Linked DNA regions of Mus musculus: region 2 is linked to region 1. A link is a contact called in public HiChIP or PLAC-seq data. All regions are on one chromosome and are shown on one strand. The core of a region is the stretch at or near the end of the contact, and the rest is flanking DNA. Distances in the headings are between cores, read along the strand shown. Region 1 holds the start of Klk8 (kallikrein related-peptidase 8). Region 2 holds the start of Shank1 (SH3 and multiple ankyrin repeat domains 1).

Region 1 (7,795 bases), core at 1,627-4,126:
CCTTTTTTTCCCCTTCATCCCATCTTCCCCCTCTTCTCTTCCCAGGGGCCCCTCCTCCCTAGGACTTGTTAGCTCCCAGCCTAGCTCTAGGTTCAGTGAGAGACCTTGTGTTGAGTGAATATTCTATAGTGTCAGAGCAGAAGACCTGATGGCCTCCTTTGCCTCTGTGCACACCTCCCCCCCCCACATGTGCATATACCACGTATATACACACAGACAATTCAGAACAGGATGTGGTGGTGGGTTTAATGTGGTGGGTTTTAATCCCCACATTTGGGAGGTAGGGGCAGACAGATCTCTAGGAATTTGAAGCCAACCTAATCTATACAGCATTATACACATATACATATATATGGGCAAAAATGTGCTCACACTCAAAATAGCATCTACTTGGCAGAATCAATAATACAGGTTACCCCCAGAGTAGCAGTAGAGTCTACATTTCTGTCTGCAACAAGAGACCATGTGCCCCGAACTGTGTTGTCTGGTTTCTGATAACATCTCTCAACCCTTTTCTCTGCATGGCCGCCTTGTAATTTGCCTCTGGCAGTGGGTTTCGCTTCAGGGATGTTTATCTCCCTCCCTGGTCTTTATTCACCCCACTCCTGTGACAGACAGACAGACAGACAGACCTTCCTGTTTCACTTCCCCCCCCCCTCTCTCTCTCCCTTTGGCCTTCTCTCCCCCTTAGCCATCTATTCTCCAGCCCTGGGTTGACTGTCTGGGATCTCATTTCTGAGTCTCAGCCTCATGACTCCGTGGGAGTCCCAAGGATGGAACAGCGTCAGGGAAGATTCTTAGGGGTGCTGCCTCAGATTCTGAGAACATCCTCCATCCTTCTCCCCCAACAGTACAGTATCCAATGACACTGCAGTGTGCCAACATTAGCATTCTGGACAACAAGCTCTGCCGCTGGGCATACCCGGGCCACATCTCTGAGAAGATGCTGTGCGCTGGCCTGTGGGAGGGTGGCCGAGGCTCTTGCCAGGTGAGCCATCCCCTGCAGGAGGGTGGAAGCACTTTTCTAGACCTCGGGGTAGGAGATGGCTGGAACCACAGACTCCAGGACCTAGGGATCCAGGCTGAGTACTAGGAGGTTCTGGGAGCCCAGGATGCTACATGGTGGGATGGGAGATGAGATCTGTGAGTTTTTATTCATGGAAATGAGGGAGGAGAGACTACAGACCAGGCCCTCCTGGGTGATGAATGGCAGAGGCTTTCTCAGGAGGAAGCTTCCGATGATTCTCATGAATAGACCCAGCTAACAGCTCTGTTCTTCACCATGCACAGGGTGACTCTGGGGGACCCCTGGTGTGCGAAGGAACCTTGGCAGGTATAGTGTCTGGAGGATCTGAGCCTTGTTCCAGACCCCGGAGACCCGCTGTCTACACTAACGTCTTTGACTACCTGGAGTGGATTGAAAGCACCATGGAAAAAAACTGAGTTCATGCTAAGATGGACAGACTGGAGAGGAAGACGGATGTAGAATGAGAGGATGCTGCAGGATTCCAGAGCCCCAGCTTCTCTGATGCGTGTCAAAGCACCCCCGCACGCCCCATGATGAAACTCCGCCCTCTCAGACTTCGGACCCTCAGACTTCACTCCTTAGTCTCCCCCGAAGACTCCTCCCACTTAGGTCATCTTCCCTCTTGGGGTCTGCTCCCAGGCAAAACAATTATAATAAAACCACGCCCCTTCAAAAAAAAAAAAAAAACCAACTGAGACACACCTCCTTTGCTCCTGGCCCATGCTACACCATTTTAATCACCATTCTCTGGAATAGCCCAACCCTCAGGATCACCGCCAAGAAATATCTTTCCCTAAATAGCTGCTGCAACCCTTCATATTTCACCCAATAGGATTTCTTCTCTGGACTCCATCCCATTTGTCCCCACTCCTAGTCACGCTAGGACTGCGCCTATTCTGCGCACGTGGACCTCAAACAGCTCTGGGTTCTGCTCCGAGTGTGTTTTGGGTCTGACTCTTGACATAGGATGATGGGAGCATTGATCTCTCTAGAGCCCCCAGGTGAATCAGAATAAACCATAGGAACGATCACTTCCTGTCGCCTGTAATGTGGGATACAGGGTGCGCACAGGTTGGGAGGAAAGGGTAAATGAACGAACCTGCTCCGGCCGAACCTCTGCAACCTTAACAACAAGCTTATTGCAGCACCTTGGGACTTCAGCCAGGGCTGGTCCCGCCGCCCTGGGAGGAAGGGGAAACCAGGTTACAGCGCCACCCTAACCTGCCTACCCAGATGCCCCGGGCTGGTTCCTGACCCGCCCTCAAAGTCCCCAACCAGAACACCGCCTTTCCCAATTTTCACAAAATTCAGTTTCAAGCCCATCCTTCATTAAGGACAGAGAACTTAATTCCAGCCCCCTGCTTCTTCAGACCCTGCAGAACACCCCAGTCCTTCTTCAGATTCAACCTCCACCCTCCAACTCCGAAGTCTAAATCAGAGCTCCTCCCTTAAATCCAGGGGTTCAGATGAGGTATTCAAACCCCAACTCACTTCCCTCGGACTCGGGGATTCAAGCTTTCACTTTTCTCCCTCAGACTCGGGTCCAGGCTTTGTTCCTTCTCTCTCAGACCAAGATATCCAAATACCAGCCCTCCTCCATCAGGCCCACGAGCCCAGGTTCCAGTTGCCTCCCTCCGACCCATCTCTTCCGTTCTACCCCGGGGGTCGGTGCACTGCCCCTCTAGTCCTCACCTCGGTTTCCGAGGCTCCAGTCCCTCCTCCTAAAGTCACTCCAGCCCGTGCCCCTCCTCGAGCGCTTGCGGGTTCAGCCGCACCGCAGCAAGGTGCGGGCAGAAGGCGGGGCCGTGGGCGGGGCTTCCTCGTTAAAAGGCTGCAAAATCTTGTACCCGACACACCGAAGGGAAGTCCGGGGGCCTCTTCCACCGAGTCCGAGTGACCCCGCCCCTTGCATTCTGGAAGGTGAGGCGCAGAGGTCCCCAGACACGGACCTCAGGCGCAGGGAGGTCCCCTTTCTCTGAGCCCAGGACCCTCCCACCCCCAGGCTCACATTCTTTCTCTCAGGATCTTCAAGCGGGTCTCTTAAGCTCCCTCTTCCCCAGGACGTTGGAGTCACAGCCTCAGATCTTTCTCTCCAATCTCACAAGTGGGCCAGAACTCCTTTATAATGTCTGGATCCCCAACAGCAAGCTCTCCCCCACACTAAAATTCGGGGATCTAGAGCTCTGCCCTAGCTTTCTCAGCCCCTAGCTCCATCCTCCAGCAAGACTCAAGACAGCTCCGGAAACACCTCCTTCCCCCAGTTCCCCAGACAACAAGATCTCAGGCTCCTCCCTCGGACTTCCTCTTAGTTCCACCCTCTTCCTCAGAGGCCACCATGGGACGCCCCCCACCCTGTGCAATCCAGCCGTGGATCCTTCTGCTTCTGTTCATGGGAGCGTGGGCAGGTGAGAGGAACAGGTCCCACCACCCAGGGCCTTCAGTGGGGTAGGGGTTACTGGACTCTGAGTGAGTTCCTTCTGACACGTGGGTGTGTGGGTGCCTGTGGTGGGCTTGGGGACCGGGGAGCTTTCTTGGTAGCGAGTAGAGATAGCAACTCAGTGGTGAGGAAGTGGGTTGAGTTTCCCATAGATGCATGGCTGCGGAAGAGATTCTTATTGCCTGTCAGACAAAGCTGAATTTGGTGTGGGGATGTCTAGAACTCGTGTAGACGTGCGTGGAAGCATGGTGAGGGCTGTGCCTAGTGTTGATTATTCTCAGGTCTCAGTGAACTTACATGTGGCCATGTTCCAATGGATGCTGGAAACTTATCTGTTGAAGGCATAAGAGACGGTCCGCAGAGGAACTGGCCTGTGTGTCCATTTGAACCCACAGTGGCTTTCCTGGCTGGGGCTCTGACATCGAGGGTGGCGACCCACCCTTCTCCTTCCTGATGCAGGGCTCACCAGAGCTCAGGGCTCCAAGATCCTGGAAGGTCGAGAGTGTATACCCCACTCCCAGCCTTGGCAGGCAGCCTTGTTCCAGGGCGAGAGACTGATCTGTGGGGGTGTCCTGGTTGGAGACAGATGGGTCCTCACGGCAGCCCACTGCAAAAAACAGTGAGTGAAGGGCTGGGCACATGTGGGTGGACCTGGAGGGAAGAGGCTCAGGGCTCTGTTTGAGGAAGAGGAGGAAGTTAAAACTTGGGTCTGAGGGAGGAGGGCTAAGGAGGACTGCTGGATCTGAGGCAGACAGGCTAGGGCCTGGACTCCTGGGCTTGGTGGAAGATGAATGGGTTCTGAGGGAGAAGGAGTGGAAAGAACCCCCAAGTACCCCCAACTTCCTTCTGGGTTCCAAGATCCACCCTCACTCCTCACCCCCTCCACCCCTCCTTGTGCAGGAAGTACTCCGTGCGTCTGGGTGATCATAGCCTCCAGAGCAGAGATCAGCCGGAGCAGGAGATCCAGGTGGCTCAGTCTATCCAGCATCCTTGCTACAACAACAGCAACCCAGAAGATCACAGTCACGATATAATGCTCATTCGACTGCAGAACTCAGCAAACCTCGGGGACAAGGTGAAGCCGGTCCAACTGGCCAATCTGTGTCCCAAAGTTGGCCAGAAGTGCATCATATCAGGCTGGGGCACTGTCACCAGCCCTCAAGGTAAAGAGCTGGGCCCCCTACCTAAGAGGGTGAAGAGAAGGCAATCACCCCAGTGGACCCCAAGCCATTGCAGACCTCATTCCCCAACATACCCTGACCTCCATACACCCTAAGAGAAGATAATGAAAGAGAAAAGTGAGCACATTAAGTGTTATGGGGAAGGGGAGGGGGACTGTAAGTAAAGTGCTTGCTTAGCAAGTGTGAGGGGCTTTGAGTTCAGATCCCCAGCAACCTTGTTAAAGCCAGCTGTGAGGTGGAGACAGGAGGGTTCCAGGGTTTGTCAGTCAACCATCGTAGCCTAATGATCCAGGTTCAATGACAGACCCCATCTCAATACATACATGTGGTGAAGCACGGGCACTTTGGGTTTTTTTAAATTATATCTATTTATTTGTGTATATGTGTATGTATGAGCACGTGCACATATGCATGCCCCAGAATACATGCAAAGGTCGGAGGACAGTCTGTAGGGATCAGTTGTTGCCTCCCACTCTTCTGCTCCTGGGGGCTAGAACCCAGGTTGTGAGCTTGGCAGCAAGCACCTTCAGACCCTGCTTTTTCCCACGCTCTAGGGCCCAGACCCGTCATCACCCAGCCTCCATGATCCAAGAGGGCCCAAACTCCTTTCTTATTCGTGAGCCAAACATTAGTCCCTTTGGGGTGTTGGCATGTCTAGAATGTTCCTCAGCTTGTAACTTCATAGTGAGAACAAGTGGGACTCAGCTCAGAAAAACAATGGGGCCCTCCAGGCATTGACCACGCCAGTCATCAGGTCCCTACACGTCTTGACTTCTACTGAGACAGTGTGGCTTGGAAATGCATACCGAGGCATGGATGGATCTTTTCATTAGCCCCCTGGGGAGCCACTTCCTGTCTCCCAGCCTTGCTTTCTCCAGTGACGTGCAGGGAGTCAGCATCCAACTGGTAATAAGCTCTAAGAGGGTTCTGCTTTCTTTAGTTTTCATTTCACTGTGTATGCATGTGTGTGTTTCACAGTGCATGGGTGGAGGTTGGGGACAACCTACGGGACTTAATTCTCTCCTTCCACCGTGATGTCCTAAGAATCAAAATCAGGCCAGCAGGCTTAAGGTTTGACTCACTGGGATATCTCTCAGAGAATCATCTGTTCTTCTTTTTTAGTTTTTTATTTTATTTTTTATGTGTATGAGTGTTTGTCTGCATGGATGTGTGTGTGTACTCGGTCCACGTAGTGCCTGAAGAGGCCAGAAGTTCTAAAACTGGTGTTATAGATGGTTTTAACTCACCATGTGGGTACCTGTCCTGGAACAATGTAGACAAGTCTGGTTTTGAACTCCCAGGGATCCACCTGCCTCTGCCCCCGCAAGTGTCAGGGTTAAAGATGTCTGCCACCACTTCTATCTGTTCTCTTGAGGATGTGCTCTGTGTGCTTGGAAGTTCCCTGGGATCCTGGAAATGTTTTGTAAATTACCCTGCATGGATGAATGAATGATAAAATGAATGAGTGCACCCTGACCTCTTCAAAGAGCGTTTGTGAGGGTCCCATGAGACTGGGAGCAGGAAGATTCTGGGTCTTCTCCGTAAAGGGGATTAATAGCAATGTTAATTGTAATTTCAGTCTTTAATTTTTTTGTCAGTATTAGATATTGAGCTGAGGGCCTCACTCATGTTTGGCAGGTGCTCTATCACTGAGCCACGCCCCTAGGCCTTCTTGGGGGATTCTAGGCAAGGGCTCTACCTTGAGCCATACCCACAGCCAGTCATTAACATTTATTAAGCACCCAGTATGACCAAGATACTGTGGCCAGCATGGGGGCAGGCATAAAGTCATGAGCAAATGTGAAGTTCTTCTGGTGCTTGCCCCACTTGGGGGAAATAGACAATAAACAAATACACAATCCCCAGAGCTGGCTCAGGCTTTCATCCCAGATACCCAGGAGGCTGAGGCAGAAGGATCTCAAGGTCAAGGTTAGTCTAAGCAGTTTAATGAGAGTCATGTCTCAAAAATCAATAGTATATATAATGTGACATGCACAGTTATGACCCCAACACTTGAGTAGTGGAAGCTGGAGGATCAGAAGAACACTCAGCTCTGCAGAGTTAGAAGCTAACCTTAGCTATATGAGAACACCCTAAAAGAAACAAAAATTAATGAATGAATGAAAAAGAGGATTTGGATGTAGCTCAGTGATACAGTGCCTGCCTAGTATGACGAGGACTTGAATTCAATCCCCCCACCTCCTCCTCCTCCTCCTCCTTCTTTTCTCTCTCTCTCTCTCTCTCTCTCTCTCTCTCTCTCTCTCTCTCTCTCTCTCTCCCTGTCTCTCTCTGTCTCTCTGTCTGTCTCTCTGTCTGTCTCTCTGTCTGTCTCTCTCTGTCTCTCTCTGTGTCTCTCTCTCTCTCTGTCTCTCTCTGTCTCTCTCTCTCTCTTGTCCCCAAATGGATGGACAAACTGATAGGCTTTAATTAGAGTGGTCAGGAAGGGCTTCTAGGAGGAGATTATATTTGGGAAAAGGAGAATATAGATGAAATTAAGGACCTGGTGGGCTAGTGACAAGAAATCCCCCTCCATCATCTGTTCTTAGATTTTAATTTTACTAAAGGCAAGAAACAGACGTTAAGACTTGAGGGCTCCTGGCTAGACAGAGAAAGATGCACTAGTCTGGGAAGCTGTGGGCTCTGTGGAATGTCCAGCCAAGGGACAGAAGGGAAGTCTAGTGTGGATGGCATGGAGAGAAAAGGTGCCTGTCTCTTCTTGCCTCTTCTTTCTCAGAGAACTTTCCAAACACCCTCAACTGTGCGGAAGTGAAAATCTATTCCCAGAACAAGTGTGAGAGAGCCTATCCAGGGAAGATCACCGAGGGCATGGTCTGTGCTGGCAGCAGCAATGGAGCTGACACGTGCCAGGTAAGCAACCTCCAGAATTGCTCCCTCACAGCTTGGTGTGGATGGGGGTGACCCAAAAGATGTAGTGGACAGAGAAGTTGTGTCGTGCTGGCAGGGTTCAGAGAAAGCTCGCTACGCACAGAAGGTCACAGAGTGAGGTTGGCATACTCAGGAGCTTTGCTGGTCACAGTCCTAGCCTTGTCACTCTTCGTGTACATGGTAAGGTATGGGGAGGTGGTATGGAGGACAATCTGAAGCTAAGGATTAGGCAGTGCTTCACTCCTAGCTCTTCAAAATGGTCTG
Region 2 (7,795 bases), core at 2,705-5,204, 510 kb after region 1:
GCTGGGGAAAGGGTTGGGACTAGAAGAAGGTGCTGTGGTGATTTCCTCTTCCTCTTCTTCCCCTTGAGTCTCTGTGGTCTCCCAGACCTCTTTGTCTTCAGGGTTTTCAGCAAGATTATCCTCATTTCCCACCCCAGTGGGCAGCCCTAGGGCCTCCTGGAGATTCTGGGTCAGAGAATGCATGTCAGTTTCCTTCCCGCCTACCCTCTCAGCTCTTTTCTGAACCCATTGTTCCATCTAAACCCCCTTACTTTTCTTTACCCATCTGAACACTTCATCTCAAGCCCACAGTGCCCCTCCAACACTCACCTTCAACATCTGTGACTCCCGCTCTCTCTCCTCCTCCAGGGCACCTCCCCAGCCTCCCTCCCACTCCCTCCCAGGACCTCGGGCTCCATGACCAAAACTCAAAAGCTGAGGGACCACTAGGGCCCCCAAGAGCCAGGCTGCCTGCATCCAGCTGGGCTTCCCAGCACCCAAATAGTAGAGAGGTCAGAATGCCAGGGGTAGGACTGCTGTATAGACCTAGCAAGTGTCCCAGTCTGGTGGGCAGCTCACAAGCCCCTTGGACCTTCTTTCTGCCAGGCTTTCTCTTCTGCCTTCCCTCCTGATCTGCTCTGTCTCAACTTTTGATCTCCTCAGCTTCTCTTGGTGAGTCTCCCCGCCCCTATTGGCTTCCAGGAGGCTCTGCCTCTGTGGCCGGAAACCTCCAACGTTCCAAAGCCTGATCCCGCCTTGGGTCTACCCACACCCACCCCTTGCCACTTTCCAGACCTCTGCTTCTGCCCTCTTTCCTCCCTTTTGCAAGTACAAGCACTTATATGGATAAAAGGAAGATGGGGAAAGTTTTCCAGGGCATCCTTGGTACTGGTAGGCCTCAGCCTTGGTCCAGGAGTCTTCTCAGAACAAAGCAGGCTATGATAGGATGCCAGCTTTGGACTGTTCACTTCTCTCTGTCTTGGCCATTCCTGAGGAGGGGGCACACTGCAGAGAGTATGCTAAGGTTGCTATTATCCTGTGGTCACCGCTGACCACACAGCCTAATGAAGGGGACTCTTCTAACATTCTCAGGCTCCGGGGCTCTCCCATCCTCTACCCAGATGGCCTGTCCTGGCCCTACCAGCCCTTGTATGTGGTGCCTGCTTGTGGGGATATGTGTGAACAGCATGCATGTGTGCTGCTTAAAAGGTGTAACTACAAGATTCTCCTGCAGGCCAGGCCCTGAGCAGGTTGATGCTGGGGTGGGAGGGGTGGTAGTGAGCCCAGTGGTTCCCCCATCAAGGGAGGAGAAGGGTTGACAGTCAGAGCAGGTATCTCCAGTATGTATACTAACCAAGCACTGGCCGTGAGTAGAGAACCCTCTGCAAGCTGCCTTATCCCAGCCTAGACCACTGCAGTGGCCTCCCCTTACTCTCCCTCCTTCTACAGAGCCCCTCCAATCTGGGCTGCTTGCCTGCCGCAGCCAGAGCAATCCTTCCAAACCATAAATCAGATCACATTACTCCCCACGCCCCTGCCTCCTCACCTTCCCATCAGAAGCAGGAGAGAAGCCAAACCGCGGTCTCCTCGGTCCTCAGTGCAGCCTGCAGGGCTGGGGCCTGGGAGAGAACCGTTTTTTCTGCAGTCTCACCTCATCTCCCCTCACCCTCCATCACCACTCTGTCCTTCCTAGCCTTTTCCTCCTTCTGCAAACTCTTCCCTCAGCTCTTTCTCATTACTGAAGCCTCAGCTCTGCCCACCATGTGAGATGCTTTCTCAAAATGCCCCCTTTTCTTCTAGGTATGGTCCAACCAGTATGGGCTTGTTTATTTACATCTGTCTCTTGCAGACCAAGGCATAGATTTTGGGGCTACTTCTGTATCCCCAAATCAAAGCAGGACTTCCTAGCACCTAGTTGGTACTCAGTTAAACTGATGAATAAGACCAATGTTACAGCAGCTTGGTAAAAGGCCTTAAAAATCAGACTTTTGTGTTTAGGTTGCACCGGAGTTCTCAAGGTGTCTGCCTGAGTGCAGGCGCTGAGGGCAGTGGAAGGTTCCAATGCCAGGAGAGTAGATGGCCATGCCTTACCCACACCATGCCAGGCTCATGAGTCCTGCAGAGCTTTAGTCCCGCAGGTCCTGCCAATTCATGAGCCAAAGATCTAGGGGCCCAGGGTTTGCAAGGAAAAAGCAAAGAAGCTCAGAGAGGAGACATGGCAGCCGTATGGAGGTCACAGGTGTGGCATCATGTACCAAGGCTGCTGGCTCCAAGCAGGTACCTCACATCTGCCCTCAGCTGCTGTGAGTCCCATGAGGGGCCTTGTAAAGGAACACACCAGTTTTCAAGAAAGCCTAGTACGCAGAGGGCAGAGTGACCTTGGGCAGCCAACTGATTCTCGGAGCCTCTCGGATGCTCATCTGTAGCACGGAGGTCTCTCTTCGGAAGCTGGAGACCTCCATATAATGCAGAGGGGCTTTGTAAACTGCAGAATGCCTCATAGCCGCTCAGTGTATGTACCAGCACCAGCAGCTGTTCTCCATGGGCGCAGCTGCTCGGCACCTGGGTGGGTGCATCAAGATGAGGGCCTCTCTAAGCTGGGTACCAACTCCAGTTTATCCCAGGATGCCCCAGAGAAGCTGCAGCTGAAGACAAACTCAGAAACTATCTAGAACAACCCTCTGTAGGAGCTGGTGTTCCCTAGTGGCCCTGGGGACGCTGCTGGGCAAAGTGGAAGTCATGGCTGAAGAGGGCTGAAATATGCTGAATGAATCTGCCTTCCTCTGTGAATGTACCAGGTAGGAGAAAGCTGACTACCTGCACACAATTAGCTTTGTGTGTCCATGTGTGTGAAATTGGAGGCGTTATAGAATGCAGAAGGGTATACATCTTCAGGTATGTTCTTTGAAACACCATAGCAGGCCTGTGGAGAAGATGGAGACAGCCTTCTGTGTTCTTCACCCTTGATACCACCTCTTTATAGCTGGGTGGCCTGGGCCAAATTACTTAGCCTTTCTGTGTGCTTTGACAGGAAAGAAGTCACTGAACCTGGCACCTATAGTATACTCAAGGATAGCTGGGGGGGTGGGAGGTGTGCTGTGGGCAGGGTGTACAGGCAAACAGGCAAAAACACCTGTGATGACCAGTGGAGTGGGTGAGCTGGCTCGGACAGCACACAGGTCTGTCTACCGTGCTTCTTGTAGGTAGATCTAAGTATGTAGTTGGAGTATGGTGTAGGTCAATCTTGCAGGGTGCTGTCGGTATGCTGTGGCACAGGGGTGTGACATTGTGCATGAAGCTGGGTGTGTGTCTCTGGTTGTGTGTACTGGGCAAGCATGCCCTAAGGAGTAGGTAGCTGTGGGTATGCTTGGTTTACAGGACCAGCTTGGGGGAAGGGGTATGTGCCTCAGGTACTTCCATGTATGTGAGCTCATATGGAAAGTTGTGTGCATGTGGGGAGGGGTATGTGTGTGTGTGTCGGGGTGGAGGGGTGAAGGTACACACATTTGGGGGTACAGGACCAGAATCTATAACCCACAGTATTCGATTTGGGAACATACAGACTCTACAAATACAAATAGCACCCCACCATGTGTAGAAAGGGTGGGGAGCAATCTGGAGGAGGGGCTCCCCTAGGAAGAGCAGGATCCCACTAGGGGTACATGGGGGTGAGCAGGGGTGGAGTCTGGGTTTGAGGATGGGGCAGTGGAGATGAAGGGTGGAGGAGGGCGAGGGGGGGGGTGGAGCCGCGCGTGTGTTGGGGGGAGAATGGGCGAGGTTTGGGGGCTCAGGGAGGGGCGATATCTCTCTGCGGGCTCCCGGAGGGAGGGGAGAGGGCGGAGGGAGGGGAGGGAGGGAGAGAGAGGAGAGCGAGAGAGAGAGAGAGAGAGAGAGAGAGAGAGAGAGAGAGAGAGAGAGACCGGGTGAGGGAGAGACAGCGAGTGCGAAAGAGAGCGAGCCGGGTGGCAGTGGAGGCGCCGACCGGGACTCAGCAGCCCCGCCAGGCAGGTAAGGGCACGGGACACTACAGGGTGGTTCTGGGGTAGGGTGCAATTGCGAGAACTGGGGTTGCGGGAGAGGGCGGAGGCGCCCCGGATGTCCTTGGCCTGGCGCCGGCTCCGGCCTGGGTGTACATTTAGGGTGTGTGTATGGGGGGGTGAGGGTGTGGAAGGTAGCATGGCCCCTAAGGGTGACATCAAATTGGGTTGCGACCTGGTCCCGAGTGCCCCGTCCCAGATCGTATCCTTGCTAGGAGGGTGTGCCCCATCCCCCACGTGCTGCGCCCCCTAAGCCGAACTGGTCTCGGAGGCTCTCCGGGGCCAAGACTGGGTCTTGGTCCCCGCCTCCCAACCCGGCTCGGCCACTCCCCCGCCTCGCCCACCCCAGCACACCTGGGCCCCTCCCCTAGGTCACCCTGGTCTCCAACCACTCCAACCCAGGGTCTGGGCCAGAGCCTCCTACGACGCCTGGACCCGGCGCCCCTTCCAGGCGTCTGTAGTTCCTTTCCACCCGCGCCTCGCGTGCCCATCGCGCCTCAGGTTCCTTCTCCGCAGGCCGGCGCGCCCCCTCTGCTCCCGCCCCCAGTCCCAGCTCCCTCTCCCGACCCAGGGCTATTCTTTCACCAACCTCCCTGCTCCCGCCTTCCTCCACCTCCATTCATTCTCCCCGGGCCCGGCTCCTGGCCACGCCAGCCGTCCCCTGTCCCCCCGCAGCCTCTCAGGGCACCCCCTCTCTCCCCTTAGCCACCCCCCCCCCTCGCCGATTCCTCAGCCCGTCTCGGTACCAGCTGCGTGCCAGCTATTCTTAGCCGCCGAGCTTTTGATTCATGCCGCCCCGGCGGAGTGTGCCCGCTCCCTCCCTCGAGGCCGGAGGGGGAGGGGCCCCGAGCTGTCCTGGGTGTTGGGGCAGTGGAGCCCGCGCTATAGGGGACCTAGCCTTTGCTGACCTTTTATCCCACCTGCCACCCCTTTCCTGCAGAGCTGGGGCTGCAAAGGGGATGTCAGCCAGGGTCAGCCGAGGGGGAGTGGCTGAGGTCACACTGCCAGGCGGGATGTGGTGTAGGGCGGTCAGCAGACTGAGCTGGAGGCCCGGGTCTCCTCCCCAGCCCAGCGGGTTGAGCCACAAGGCAGGGTACCTGGGATGGGGTGCTTCAGAGCTCGGTCCCCGCGAGGGGGAGGGTTCCTCAGCCCGTGGTTAGACGCCTGCTCGCCTACAGTTCTTGGAACTCTCTTCCTTAAACATTTCGTCTTTCCTTCCCCAACCCTCCCTCCCCCCAGCCCATCCCCACTCCCCCAAAGTCAGCAGTACCCTCCACTGCTTCCCATCTCCATGGCAACGGTGCAGGAGCCGGGCCTGGTGTGGGGTGGGAGGGACCAGACCAGACATTCTGCTTTCCGGTTCTAGAGTGGGGAGTAGGGGGTGGCAAACAGGAGAGAAGAGGACCGCATTTGGAATGGAGCCACCCCTCAGTAGGCCACTTTGAGAGGGACGACCCTCCCCATCTCCTGGTCCCCATATTGTTGCAGCTCACTTCTTAGCTTCCTCCCCAGACACCCCACCCAATCCAAATTCTCCTCGGTGGAGCCTCCAGTACCAAGCAGTGCCAGCCCACCCACCCTGCTGTGCCATTCCTGAAACACCCACAGGTCACCTGCAGCTGCCCACACCCACCCAGGCCACCACAGCTTGTCACCTGGACTTTCCAGCCAGAGCCAGGGCCAGCCTCCCTATCCACCCACACATCCTCTTCACACGCCCCAGTAACCTCTCATCATGGGTCTCTTGGGCCCAGCTCAGGGGAACTTCTCTTTTCTGTTCATCCACCCCCACTCGTGTCCCTCCATCCCCTACAGGGACAGCTCATTCCCCAGCAGCAGCCCTCTAAACATGTGGTCAGCCACACTTCAGTGAAGTCACCAGCTCTCGGGCACCTCCTGCTGCCCCAGGCTCAAAACTCACACCTCCATCTCACCTTTACTATAAAAGTCAGTCTCCACCTCCCTGGGGTGAAGGGGCCAGGCTCCGGCCAGGAGGGCAGGATGCCGGGGTGGATTGGTCCACCTGTCTGTCCTTAGCTAATTTTAGCTTCATTTTTTTGTAGTTTGACAAAGTGGGCCACTAGCTCCCGCGGTGATTCTGTGATTTCTAGGACACACTGGGTCAGCCACAAAGTGGAGCGCAGGGGGGTGGGGGGCTGCAAGCAGGGCCAAGGACAGGGAGGAGAAAGGTGCCAGGAAGGCTGCAGAGGTGGTGCAAACTTGTCTGTGCAGGGGGCTGAGGGCATGTCTAGTCTCCCTTGGCTGCCCCTGTGTCTGTCCACTGGTACTGGTGGCCTCTGAGTGGCTCAACAGTGAGGATCACCCTTGCTTTTCTCAGCTGCCTGTGATGCTGCTGTCCCCCGTCGCCCCGTGGCCCCACGATGACCCACAGCCCCGCGACAAGCGAGGACGAGGAAAGACACAGTGCCAGCGAGTGTCCCGAGGGGGGCTCAGAATCGGACAGCTCCCCAGACGGGCCAGGAAGAGGCCCCCAGGGGACTCGGGGCCGAGGCAGCGGAGCACCTGGTAACCTGGCCTCTACCCGAGGCCTCCAGGGACGCTCCATGTCTGTCCCTGACGACGCCCACTTCAGCATGATGGTTTTCAGGATTGGCATCCCTGACTTGCATCAGACGGTGAGTGGTCACTCACCTGCCAGCTGACAGACACATTGGCCAAGTCTTTCCCCACTCTCAATCCCAGATCTAGCTGGAATCTTATTCCTTTTCCAACCTACCCTTGACCCTCATACCCTTGACCCAACCTAGCCCCAGACATCCTGTCTCCCACCAGAAATGCCTACGCTTCAACCCAGATGCCACCATCTGGACAGCCAAACAGCAAGTACTCTGTGCCCTGAGCGAGAGTCTACAGGACGTGCTGAACTATGGACTGTTCCAGCCAGCCACCTCAGGCCGGGATGCCAACTTCTTGGAGGAGGAGAGGCTTCTAAGAGAGTACCCTCAGTCCTTTGAGAAAGGGGTACCCTACCTGGAGGTAAGGGCACAGAACTCTTAACAGAAGTCATTCCCTGGAACTCATCCACTCCAACTCCAAAAGAACTCCCCAGTGGGCTCTTCAAGACTTCCCAGAGTCCAAATCACCAGCTGAGTTGCCTCTGATGGTGACCTTTCCTCTCCCTAAACTCCTTATGCCATCAAATGAGGGAATCCCAACTACATAGTAGTTCTAGAACATTCCATAGATGGGGGGGGGGGCTGTCCCATGCTTATACTTATAAGGTAGGGATTATAGTGCCATAGACCTTAATGACCCAGTACTCTTGGAAAGGTCGCCCCCACCTACGGCCATTTCCATGCTAACCCTGAACTCATTCTGGGAAGACAAGAGGAGGGTCAGACATTGCTCCCCAACAAAGAATCTAATAAGTCTGTGTGTCCCCTCATATTCTACCCCTGGCCTCAGTTCCGCTACAAGACCCGAGTCTACAAACAGACCAACCTGGATGAGAAACAGCTGGCCAAGCTGCACACAAAGGTGAGAATGCCTGCTACCCCCCAGCACCAGAGCACCCTGTCCGTTGCCTTCCTTCCCAGTTTCTGCCCAGCAACCATTCCCTCTGCCAACACCTCAATTATGCCAAGTCCCCGTTTAACTTTGAGGGTGCATCCTGTCTGCAGACACCCATTCATCTTCATCACACTCCCTTCCCACTGCCCTCTATGGCCTCACCTGCCCAGACTGATGCCATCTTTGCCTGGTATGGTCATGGGTGCTGGTGCTGGTGCTGGTGAGTGAATGGATGGGCGCACATGTGG

What was found. HiChIP or PLAC-seq counts read pairs in DNA pulled down with a chosen protein or histone mark.
Region 2: a contact with region 1 is called in an H3K27ac HiChIP or PLAC-seq map of embryonic stem cells, with 3 times the contacts expected there. The contact joins the promoter of Shank1 here to the promoter of Klk8 in region 1. A contact is called at or near these places in 6 of 39 promoter capture datasets (the 3T3-L1 cell line, cranial neural crest, embryonic stem cells and 2 more), 1 of 484 Hi-C or Micro-C datasets (epidermal suprabasal cells) and 4 of 115 datasets of contacts at active chromatin or transcription factors (bone marrow-derived macrophages and embryonic stem cells).

The regions. Positions count from the first base shown.
Region 1 is chr7:43,794,701-43,802,495 of GRCm38.p6, forward strand. It overlaps Klk8 (kallikrein related-peptidase 8), which reads left to right and starts at 2,877. Exons shown (of 5, transcript NM_008940.3): 1 at 2,877-3,432; 2 at 3,924-4,083; 3 at 4,365-4,627; 4 at 7,380-7,513. The coding sequence starts at 3,363. Klk9 (kallikrein related-peptidase 9) reads left to right here. Exons shown (of 5, transcript NM_028660.3): 4 at 852-988; 5 at 1,291-2,056. The coding sequence ends at 1,443.
Region 2 is chr7:44,306,310-44,314,104 of GRCm38.p6, forward strand. It overlaps Shank1 (SH3 and multiple ankyrin repeat domains 1), which reads left to right and starts at 3,955. Exons shown (of 25, transcript NM_001034115.1): 1 at 3,955-3,987; 2 at 6,355-6,652; 3 at 6,810-7,013; 4 at 7,443-7,514. The coding sequence starts at 6,398. It overlaps Clec11a (C-type lectin domain family 11, member a), which reads right to left and starts at 650. Exons shown (of 4, transcript NM_009131.3): 1 at 310-650; 2 at 1-165. The coding sequence starts at 456.